2 separate regions of the Mus musculus genome follow, and region 1 is linked to region 2. Evidence: chromatin contacts called from public promoter capture Hi-C data. All regions are on one chromosome and are shown on one strand. The core of a region is the stretch at or near the end of the contact, and the rest is flanking DNA. Distances in the headings are between cores, read along the strand shown. Region 1 overlaps Inpp5f (inositol polyphosphate-5-phosphatase F). Region 2 holds the start of Itgam (integrin alpha M).

What was found. Promoter capture Hi-C pulls out the DNA fragments that hold promoters and counts their contacts.
Region 1: a contact with region 2 is called in a promoter capture Hi-C map of embryonic stem cells, with 2.2 times the contacts expected there. The contact joins the enhancer-like site here to the promoter of Itgam in region 2. A contact is called at or near these places in 9 of 39 promoter capture datasets (the 3T3-L1 cell line, the C10 cell line, cranial neural crest and 6 more).

Annotation. Positions count from the first base shown.
Region 1 is chr7:128,669,358-128,675,704 of GRCm38.p6, forward strand. Inpp5f (inositol polyphosphate-5-phosphatase F) reads left to right here. Exons shown (of 20, transcript NM_178641.5): 9 at 574-641; 10 at 5,941-6,065. Among named protein-coding and RNA genes, the nearest start is that of Inpp5f, 61 kb to the left of the region's middle. Within about 2 kb of position 3,279, at least 186 of the 459 cell types and tissues checked have an H3K27ac peak or open chromatin away from gene starts, as enhancers often do. A contact at or near this core is called in embryonic stem cells, pre-B cells and stem cell-derived epiblast-like cells, where this site is marked.
Region 2 is chr7:128,058,635-128,064,270 of GRCm38.p6, forward strand. It overlaps Itgam (integrin alpha M), which reads left to right and starts at 4,006. Exons shown (of 30, transcript NM_001082960.1): 1 at 4,006-4,136. The coding sequence starts at 4,109. It also overlaps the pseudogene Gm22809.

The DNA of each region.
Region 1 (6,347 bases), core at 2,029-4,528, 610 kb after region 2:
ATGTGTGTGTGCCTGTGTGTGCATTTATAATTTCATAGTTGGTACTTTCAGATATATTTTAGCTCATTCTAGTTGGAAAAAAGAAATCTTAATTTAAAATGATGGTTAGACAATCTTACATTTAAACTGTTAATGAATTATTAAAAAGTAAGAATGGGCCCTGCAGTAGTAGTGCATGCCCTTGATCTAGCACTCAGGAGGCAGAGGCCAGCGGATCTCTGGTCTACAGGGTGAGCCCTGGGGCAGCCAGTGCAATACAGAGAAACCCTGTCTTGAAAAATAAATAAGAAAGTAAGAATAAAGATGGGGTAGGTGGGGCTGGAGAGGTGGCTCAGTGATTAAGAACACTGACTGCTCTTTCAGAGGACTCAGTTCAATTCCCAGCAACCACATGGTGGCTCACAACCATCTGTAATGGGATCTGATGCCCTCTTCTGGTGTGTGTGAAGACAGCTACAATGTACTCACATATATGAAATAAATAAATCTTAAAAAAAAAAAAAGATGATAGCGTAGGCACGCGTCTGTCTCAGCACTGGAAGGAGAAATGGATTTTGTATTGCTTCTTTGCAGGTGAGAAGGAAACGGTTGACTGTTTCTGTGCCCATTTTGAAGAACAACTGAAAATTTACAAAAAACAGGTGGGCTTTAGTATGTAGTAAGAACAATTTCCTTACATGTGGAATTCCATGAATAAAAACCATGTACTGTTCATAATTAAACAGCCACTTTTAGCGTGAAGATTAAACATGAGTAAGCTAAGAATACTCTCGAATCAGCTGCTTTAGCTGTTTGGAGAAAATGAAGTAGATGCTGGCAGTTGTCACAGACTAGGATAGGCCTCTCAGGACCTTGTGTGCTCACACGTGGAGTACAGTTAAATAAGGCAGAGTGGACTGAAACCCTCTTGGTGGAAAACAAGGCCAATAATTTTGATATGAGAGTAATATATGAAAGTAATGTTCTTGTCTCTTAGGAATGACCAATCTGACTGTATAATGACATGGGAGTCATTTTTTTCCTGGCCAGCCTGGTCTACATAGAGAGTTCCAGTCCAGCTAGCCAGGCAATATGGTGAGACCCTGTCTTAAAGTAAAGGAGAGGAGAAAGATGCTGAGTTCCTGCTTCAGGAATGGACAGACTCAGTGCTGCATGTCTTCCGTTCTTCCCAGACTAGTGTCTAGTTCATGTAGCTTCAGCCAGAGACTCATAGGCAACAGGAAGAAAAAAAAGTAGGAAAGAAAAACAATCATTATTTAATAATCATATTCAAAATTTAGATAGTTTTATAATAGATAAAAGCAGGTATTTGCTTTTAAAAATGGAAACTCATATATTGCTAGCAATAACACAAGTTGGTAAGGCACTTTGAATGTAATTATCAATTAAAATAAAACATGATAATACTTAACTATACTTTTCTTTTTGATACCCACTACACACACACACACACACACACACACACACACACACGCGTGTGTGTGTGTGTATAATTCTGAGAAAGACTCTTGATCTGAATGTAAAAGGTTAAACATTAAAGATTTCAGAAGACAGCATAGTGTTTCAAACTGAGTCATGAGCAGGATTTATAAAAGCAGTTTCCTTATCTTTCTTTGTTTCAAATGTATGATTGTCTATCACATTTTATTAGTCACTTGATAAAGAATAATGCCCAACCAGGAAATAGTTATTTTTGGGCTGGAGGGATGTCTCAGCGATTAAGAGTATGTACGGCTCTGCAGAGGATCTGGGTTTGGTCCCAGCACCCACTCACACAAAGAGAAGAGAAGAGAAGAGAAGAGAAGAGAAGAGAAGAGAAGAGAAGAGAAGAGAAGAGAAGAGAAGAGAAGAGAAGAGAAGAGGTGACATGACATGTGTCTTCAGTCCCAGCACTCTGAGCCAGGGGCAGGAGGATCTCTGTGAGTTCGAGGCCCTGAATGTGTAATCTCAGGGCTCTTAAGGAGAGCTTGGACGTGGAGAAAGGAGAATCCTAGAGCTCTGTAGGCCAGCTTGCTGTAACCAATACAGACACTGCCCCAAACAGGATGGAAGACAAAGGCCTACATCTAAGGTTGACCTCTGACCTCTGCACATGTGCTATGCTGTGTATTCACCACACAAAGATACATACATGTACAAAACAACAACGCTAACCATAATGGAAAGGGACTAACTTGATTTTTACTTTACGATTTTTTACTATTTGTTATTTCTGGTTATGCACAATTGAAACGCATGCATAAAATAAATACTTTTTAAAAAGGCATTATGAAGAGAATGAAAGGTAATTCAGAGATTAGGGGAGGCTGGAGAGTTAAGAGCTCTTGTAGAGGACCCAGGTTCCAACCCTAGAATACATATGGTGGCTCACAACCATGAGTAAGTCCACTTCCGGGGAATCTGACACCTCCTTTTGAGCTCTGAGGGCAGCAGGCACACACATGGTACACACAGGTACATGTAGGCAAAACACACATAAAATAAATCTTTAATAGTTAAGATTTGGTCTGTTATCTCGCAGCACATTTAAATGTCTTCTAAACCCATTAAAAAGGATGTACAATACAAAAAAAACTGGACAGAATAATGTAACAGGATTTTATGTACAAGGATATTTTATAAAGTCAAATCCATCAGAGAAGGTGCGTCATCTCATTAATCATCAGGGAAATGCAAATTAAAGCCATGACTCACACACTGGGGAGCTGAGGGGAACCGCTGAGAAGCGTCAAGTCTGGGAAAGGATGCAGAGCAATTAGCACTTAAATCGGCAAACAGGACTCCAAGTGTGCTCAGTCACGGGTGCTTATGCAAGAGCCTCACTGCAGCATCAGAGCCAGCGGCTGCTGAGGGCGGCATGAAGGACTGGATGTGGTCAGGAATGATTTGGTCTTATTCTGCATTGAGTTCCTTAATAATGTGTTGATTCGTGTTGATTCATGCATTATTGATATTCCTAATTGTAAGTAGCATTAGAAAGAATAAGCCATATTTAAATGCAACACAAATTGTTAAAAGGAGCAATACTGAGGTGTGCACGCCAGGAAATAACCTCTTCCCACACTTGTCCCTGCTCCCCGTTGACGCACGTCAATATCTAGAGGCGGGCGCTGAGCAGACACCTCCTGGCCTCCAGCAGGAGCCTGGCAGTGTTCATTTATCTGTGTTATCTGTGTCCTTCTCCTGGGTAATTGCTTTCTGCGATGAGGGGCCCACGGTCAGGGTGACTCATCCGTGTGGCTGCATTGCGCTAGCTCATAATTGGTTTAGGCTGGAGCTGTTTGACAGAAGGTCTGATGTGGGAAAAGCTTCCTGCTCTAATAAAAGATATACCGGAACCCACAGTGCCCCTGAGGCTGCTTTGTCAGGATTTGATGTTAGGGACTTTTGCATCTGTCTCAAGATGGTGAATGAAGCAGTCGGGCGTTTATCCAGTGTGCTGCTGGGGAAGCAATGAGGGAATGGCAGAGGGAAAGGCAGAAAGAACCCGAGTCCTCAGTGGTTTACTGAAGTCACTGCACTCAGCCTTGCGGCTTCCAGGCTTGCCTTGAGATTTGAGTTAGCAATCTATTGTTTGTAGCAAGGTCACCTGACACCCGCACATTCACCATGGGCTGAAGTCACAAAGAGCTGGCAGTGCACATACTGTTCTGCAGTGAAGTCTCTGGCTGTTAGTCTTTTCCCCAGAATTCTTAGGTTAGGCAGTGGTGGCACATGCCTTTAATCCCAACACCTCCGGAGGCAAAGGCTGGCAGAAAAAAGGAAAAGTTCTAAATTGGGAATGATGGTGTGTATCTATAATCCCAGCACTCAGGAGGAGACTATAGAGGTTGTAAAGGGGATTAGTCCAGCCTAGGCTATCCAGTAAATTCAAGGCCTGGGCTATATAAGAACTCAGTTTGAAAAAACAAATTGGTTATAATGGTGCACACCTTTAGTCCAGCACAAAGTGAGTTTGAGGCTGACCTGGCTTACATACCAAGTTCCAGGACAGCCAGGGCTACATAGTGTGACCCTGCCTCAAAAACAAAATAATCCAAAGTGAAGAGCTGGCAAGATGGCCCATCAGGTCAAGCACTTGATGGGCAAGCCTTATCACCCATGTGTACATTTTCATCCCTGGCACCCACGTAAGGGGGCGGGGCGTGAGAGCAGACGCCATAAAGTTCTCTAACTCTGCCCCCTGCACATGCTTATACATGTGCCCCCCACCGAGAGTAAAGACAATTTTAAAAGTCTAAGAATTAGGGAACTTGTTTTTGCAGAATGAATTTGTGAAGGCAAACTTGTTGAATTAAACAGCATATACACTTAAAGTTGATATTTAGCATTCAGAGATACTGCACCAGAAGCACTGAAAATCCTCAGACTTGCCCTGCCCACCCAACACAAGCAGCAGGAAATTAGAAACCGTTTTTAAGGGATCACACAGCTTCTATTCTCAGTAGCAATGGGACCCCGCTGTTGTTTTTCATGTTCACCAATGCTGACTCTGTTCAGTTATTTAAATTTACCCGTCAGTAGGTTAAAACCTCTTTTATATCCTGACATTTGCAATTTACTGTTAGTAGGGACTGTAGCATCTTGCTCACTGGGGTCTTTTGTACCCAGTTTTTTCTTACTCTGTTTATGGTACTCTATAAAGTGTTGATTTTCTGTGGCAAGTACATTCTCATGAGAGTTCCTTGTTTTGTTTTTTTAAACCTTTGCTGATAATGTCACTTGTACACAGATTTAAATTTTTCCTGTTGTCACATCGGAAACATCATCTTTGTCTTCTGGTTTTTATTTTATGCTTGGGAGGTCATGCTTCCACCTACAGCTGTGCAAAAACTACTACTTTTTTTGTGGCTTTTTTTTTTTTTTTAAATAACATTTAGGTCATTGATGTATCTAGAGTTTATTTTGTGTTTCATTAAAGAGATATAGGGAACTCTTTTATAAGTCTCTTTTCCTTGTAGACAGACAGTTGTCGTCCCAGGGCCCCTGATGGTCATCTGTGCTTGCTCACAGCAGTGTGCTTAGCTACCTACCCTTCCTGCCTCAGTGGACTCAGGTCTTTGGCCCTCAGCCTTGTTCTCCTCTGTCAGTTGCCTATCTTTAGTTTCACAGTCTTGCTTGCTACATAGACTATATAGAATTGTTCCAGATGGGGCAAATTTCTCTGTGTTTATTGCTTTTCATTTTTTTCCAAATATTTACTTTTTGAGAATATTTACTTTTTTAGAATTAAGTTATCTTTTCCATGAAAAGATCCTGGTTGAATTTTGATTGGGATGGTTGAGTATATAGATTAATTGGAAAGCCTTGATATCTTTACAATATTGGACCTTGAGATTCAGCAACATGGTACATATTTATGTCTATTCAGATTTCCTTTTACATATTTCAGTAGTTTTATGCTATCTCATTTGTAGGGTTTTTTTTTTTAAACTTATTCTGCCTATTCAAAATACCTACTATTTAGGTTGGACTCAGCAGTCAAGACCATGAAGGTCCAGAAGGATCCAGGTTCAATTCCCAGCACCCACATACAACTGTCTGTAACTCAAGTTCCAGGGGCCTCTGATGCCTCTGACCCCCAGGGCTGGACACAGACACAGACACACACACAGACACACACACACACACACACACACACACAAACTTAAAAATCTTAAAAAAAACCTTTGCTGTTAAAAAAGAAGCATGTTTTATTTTGTGTTTTGGTTGGCTATTGCAAATTTACAGGACTATTACCATTGATGTTAACAGCTCTCATACAGCTAAACTTATATGACAGATATTTTAATTTTATGGTAAAATTGGTGCTTGAGTAGACTAGTTTCTAACTAAGCACAGCTATATTTGTAAAATGTAATTCCAAATGAATTGTTCCACTGGCCTTCCAGTTCTGAGGTCTGGTTAATATTGCTACTTTCTTGCTCATCATTACCACAGGTTATTGTTAACTTGGTAGACCAGGCTGGAAGGGAGAAGATTATTGGTGATGCTTACCTGAAGCAGGTGCTGCTCTTCAACAACCCCAAGCTCACCTATGTCTCCTTCGATTTCCATGAGCACTGGTAAGGGCGTCCCCAGAGGGAAGCGGCTTAACCTTCTCTGCTCTTTCCCTTCCTCTCTGCTCAGAAGGGAAGGATGTGAGGTTTACCTGCTGTTCATGTCTGTGGCCTTTGCTTTAAGCTGTTTGCCTTTAAGTTGTTGCTGAAGTTTTTACAGTCTTTCTGTTCCAAAATGTACTGGGACACATAATCACAGCGGCTGAAAGCCACAGGTATCCTTCTGGCTGTCTTCATACTGTTAGCAACACCTCTGTCCCCAGGATAACTCCTAGCCTGCTCTGGATG
Region 2 (5,636 bases), core at 2,756-5,255:
CAGAAGCTACCCCTTCCCCCGGCACCCCTCACTGGCTAGTCAGCTCAACCCAGTCTGACTCAGTGCAGAGCGACCAGTGACCAGTGCGGTGTCTTGGAGCAACAGAAGCAGAAGCAGCAGCTGTGGAGGCAGCTGCAGCAGCAGAGGCACTCCCCGCACCACCCCCCCTGAGTTCGCTCCCTTTGCCTGAACCCTCGCACCTGGCTAGGCCAGAGATCTCTGTGGAAAGCCTCCAGTATACAGGCCCACACCACAACAATAACCCACTACAAAAATAACAACCTATCACAACAATGAACCCACCACAACAGTAATAACCACCACAATAAAGTGCTGTGCTAAGCTGTTAAGTTTTGGACTGGTTTACAAGGAAGTAACTGTTAACTGCCTTGTGTTTGTAATTCACTATCTTGGAGATGACAATATTTATTCATTTATATTTAATTTTTGTTTTCAAAAGAATATTATTTAATCTTTGAAATTTCTATACATCACACAACGTATTTTGTGATCAAAATACCTATCTACCATCATGCCCTGGAACTCTTTCCTTGTCACTCACTGTGCTGGCTAGTTTTAGGTCAGTTTGACACAAGCTAGGGGCATCTGAAAGAGGAAACCTCTACTGAGGAAATGTCTCCATAAGACCTGGCTGTAAGGCATTTCCTTAATTAGTGATTGATGGGGGAGGGCCCGGCCCACTGTGGGTGGTGCCATCCTGGGCCTGTGGTTCTGGGTTCTTTTTCTTTTTTTGGATTTTTCGAGACAGGGTTTCTTTGTGTAGCCCTGGCTGTCCTGGAACTCACTCTGTAGACGAAGCTGGCCTTGAACTCTGTGCTAAGAAATCTGCCTGCCTCTGCCTCCCAGGTGCTGGGATTAAAGGCATGCGCCACCACTGCCCGGCTGGTTCTGGGTTCTATGAGAATGCAGGCTGAGTAAGTAGTTCAGGTTCCTGCCCTGTCTGAGTTCCTGTTCTGACAAATAAACACTTTCCTCTCAAGCTGATTTTGGTCATGGTATTTATCATAGCAACAGTCCCCCATCTAAGACACCACATTAACTTCATGTCTTTCTTTGCTAGAAATAATCCCGAATGTTCAATTAGTGCTTTCCATATGAGCATGGGTGTCAGGCCACCCATTGGGAGATATATACATACATACATACATACATACATACATACACCTACATACACACACACACACACACACATACACACACACACATATGTATATATATATATATATATATATATATATATACATACACACACACACACACACATATATATATACATATATATATATACACCTACATACACATACACACACACATACACACACATATATACACACACATATATATATATATTGAGGTAATGTCTTAATTTATATCCTAGGTCAATCTTGAATTCATAGTAATCCTCCTGCATCAGCCTCTGAATGCTGAGACTATAGATATGTGTCACATTACATTTTAATTTTTTGGTGTATGTGTGTATGTGGTATATGTATGTCTTTGCATGGGTGTCTTCATATATGTGTGTGTGTATTTACACACCATGCATGTGTATTCATGCTTAGGTCAGAGGTTGGAGTTGTCAGGTGTTTTCCTCTATCATTCTCTACTTTTTTGAAACAGGGTCTTCACTGAGTGTGGAAGTTCATTGATCAGCTAGACTGGTTGGCCAGTGAGCCGCAGTGAGCCGCAGTGAGCCGCAGTGAGCCGCAGTGAGCCGCAGTGAGCCGCAGTGAGCCGCAGTGAGCCGCAGTGAGCCGCAGTCTGTCCTCCGTGCTGCGGTTAAGAGAGGTGTTACCACACTCATCCTTCACATGGGTTCTGGAGATCCCAACTCCGGCCTTTATACCTGTGGAGCAGGCACTTAACTCACTGAGCTACCTGCTCAGCCTCTGTGTTGCCAGGCTGGGCTGCTCCGCTGCCTTGCCTCAGGGGTGCCTGGAGCACTGCTGGAGTGCTGCTCGCCCAGGTGAGGCAGAATGAAGTCCCCGGTTGAGGCAAACACTAGAGTCTGGGAGCCCAGTTTGATTCTGAGTGAGTGCCACGAGAGTGCGGAGGGGCTGGGAGAGAGAAGGTCCTCTCGCCTTCTCTAGGCATGGCTCTTTAACACCCCTACCCCCCATCCTTAATGAAAACGTGGTCCTTGTTCCAACTGCTTTATTAGATGGCAGATGTGAATGCATGCACCTTACTCAGGGTGAGACAGGGATTAAATATCTCTTGTGGGAAGGACTGCCCAGGAAGGGAAGCTCATTGGCTGAACACTGGGGCCTATGTAGATTCCTCATTAGCATGGAGAACTCCAGGGTTTTTATGCTGTATGACTGGCTACCATGGCTCTCAGTGGGGTGTCATGGTTATGCGTTCCAGAGCAGGTAGAATTAGGCAGGGAGTTGAGCCCACTCCTACAATTCACATGGGTTCTGGAGATTCAAGGATTTGAACTCAGTCTTACCAGTTCTTCTGTCTGGTGGCATGGTTCCACTTGCCCCACATGTGTGTGTGTCTGAGTGTGCATGTAATAACTTTGAAACAAAGTATATAGAATTTTATTTATCTATTTTCCAGCAGGTAAACATCTACTTCCGTCGACTATTGTAAAATATAACTAGGAACAATAGAAAATGTGTCAAGATGAAGAGAAGGAAGCCAGGCCTGGGTGCATGCCTGTAGGTCTATGGCTGGGGAGGTTGAGGCAGGAGGATGACTGAGTCAGTGAGCTCAAGATCAGCTTGGACAACACATTGATAATGTAGAGAACAAGGTCCACGAGGTGGCAGGTAAAGGTGCTTTGTCACCAAGCCTGAGGACCTGACCTTGATCCCTGAGACCTGCATGGTGGAAGAAGAAAACTGACTCCAGCAAGCTGTGCTCTGACCTTCATACTTACACAGTTGAAACCCACAAGCATTCACACACACACACACACACACACACACACACACACACACACACGCACCAAATAAATAAGTAGATGTAAACAAGACAAAAACAAAACAAAACAAAACAAAACACAACCCAGAGAGTAAAGAAACCACTTTTTTTCTCAGCCAAGGGAAATGTACACAGTGCCCCATACCATAAGTCACGTAGTCGAGTATCCTAGATTTGGGAAAATCACGGGTCAGCACATTCCAAGTGCAATGGGTGTGCCTCGCTTGGGAAAACTACCTTCCTGATCATAGTGTCTCCCCTGCCAGGTAAGTACGAGAAACCACTGTTTTTTAAGAACAAGAACTTCGAGTAGACTCCACATGCAGCAAGGCAGGAATGGTTAAATATCTCCCAATACATCCTTCAGTTCCACTGTGTATAATAACATCAAGTTCTGTTTTCAAAATACTTTCATGAATTATATAGAGCACCACACTATGGCTAGACGCCGATGGTTTCTTTCCTCTTTGGGTATGTGTGCGCATGTACCATGGCGTGGATGGAGAGATCAGAGGAGAGCTGGGAGGAGCTGGTTCTTTTCTTCAACCGTATGGAAACTGGGGATTGGACACAGGTGGTCAGCGCTTAGTGGCAAACACCTTTACCAACTGAGTCACCTAGCTGGACCAACTCTTGGCTGTTTTTTCTTTTTGAAGAGATTTGTTATGCCGTATGTATGTGGGTGTTTTCCCTGCATGTTTGTCTGTGCATGAGTGCTGAAGGGAGCACCAGATGCCCTGGGACTGGAGTTATAGACAGTTTCTGAGCCTCCATGTGGGTACTGGGAGCAAGATGTGGGTCCCCTGGGAGACCAGCCTGATCCGAAACACTGAGCCTACTACTTAGCTTTTTTTTTTTTTTTCCATAATATTTGAGCTATCCCAGAGGTAGACGGGTGTCAGATGGCACCTTTGGGTGTAACCCTGATGGTTCGGGCCAGGAAACGGCATCAGGGACTGTTTTCTCCCGGAGGAAGGCTACAGAGGGCTGGGTGCTTGTAGAGCCTCCGCCCTCTTTCTTTGAGTCTCTCATAGCTTTTTCCTCATACTTCTCTGTTTTTACCCCTCCCTCCTGGCCTTGGTGGCTTCCTCAAAGTGTCTGTGGTGCCTGAAATACCACAGTTCACACTTCTTTCAGGGCCTTGTTCCTTTAAGTCATGACTCTTAAAGCTCTTCTGGTCACAGGTATGTCGGCGGGGTCTTGGGGGATCCTCAGGGTGGGGAGAAGGGGGTCCTCAGATTGGAAAGGAGGGGATCTCTTGGATCTATGAATGGAGAGGAAGGTCATAGGAAGGAGTAGGTGGGGAGAGATCAAAGGTTTTAGGGAATGTGGATACCGAGACTTGAACTCAGGTGGTCGGTGTTTAATGGCAAGCACCTCTACCAATTGAGTCACCTTGCTGGACAAACTCTTGGCATTTCTTTGAAAAAAGGGAATCATTGAGTGTGTGGGTGTTTTACCTGGATGCAGGTCTATCCATCAGGTGTGTGCAGTGCTAGTGGAAGTCAGTAGCGGGTATCAAAAGGGGAGGGGGATCTTTTGGATCTGTGAGTGGAGAGAAAGGTCAGGGAATAGGAAGGAGCTAGGTGAGGAGAGGCAAAGGGCATTAGGGAAGGATAAAGGATTCCAAAAGAAAAAGAGCAGAGGTAGGCAGGAGGAATAGTTAGGGATGCATGGATGAAGGACTAAATCCATCGATGCTGTGAGGGTTGTTTGGCAGACAGGCTACCAGGATCCAGAGAGGTGAAGGAGCTGCACCAGGGAGCGCAGCGGATACATTTCCGGCTGTGTTTCAACACATACCACTTCTCCTTAGTCTTACGTTCTAATTACCAAGAACCTAGTGTGGATGTTTGTTGAATGACTGATAATCAAAAAAAAAAACTGTTTTGTTTCCTTTTATGTCTACTTTTGTAGAGAGGGAGTCAAGAAGGGAAGGAACTACTTGAAACTTGCATAGGAAGGAAAATTTCTAACTGAGCCCTTTGTTGTGTAAACCATTGTGGTTGTGACAGTGGGGGAAGAGGCCATTGTGGGCTTAGAAAGGGACTGGTCATACCCCATCATAGGCATTTGTGCAGGCCTTTGAGCCTGCGTCAGCATATTTGGCCTGTGGGTTAAATACTCTTGCTACCTGTCTTAAAAGACAAACATCTATCATCCATCAATGATAGAGGATGCTAGCTTTACTCCCAGTGAAGTGAAATGTCACTCCTTAAGAGTCTCATTCATCTCCTGGATAAACCTGTATCACAAAAATTGTGATAATGGGCTACAGTTTGAGATTCCTTGATGAAAACTTGGTAGATAGAGGTGAAGCCCAGGGCTTGCCTAGTATGTACAAAGCTCTCAATTTGATCCCTAGCACCAGATAAACTGGATACAGTAGTGTACACCTGTAATTCCTGCACCCTGGGGGTGGGGTGTAGAGGCAGGAGAATCAGGAGCTTAAGATGGTCTTCAGCCTAGGATGTGTGAGACACTGTCTTGAAAAGCTCTTCAAGCTGGGTGTGATGGCACACACCTTTAATCCCAGAACTGGGGAGGCAGAGGCAGGTGGATCTCTAAGAGTTTGAGGCCATCCTGTTCTACAGAGATAGTTCCAGGATATCCAGGGCTACTCAAAGAAACCTTGTCTTGAAACAACCACACCAACACCACCTTTTCCTCTATGGTCTTACTAT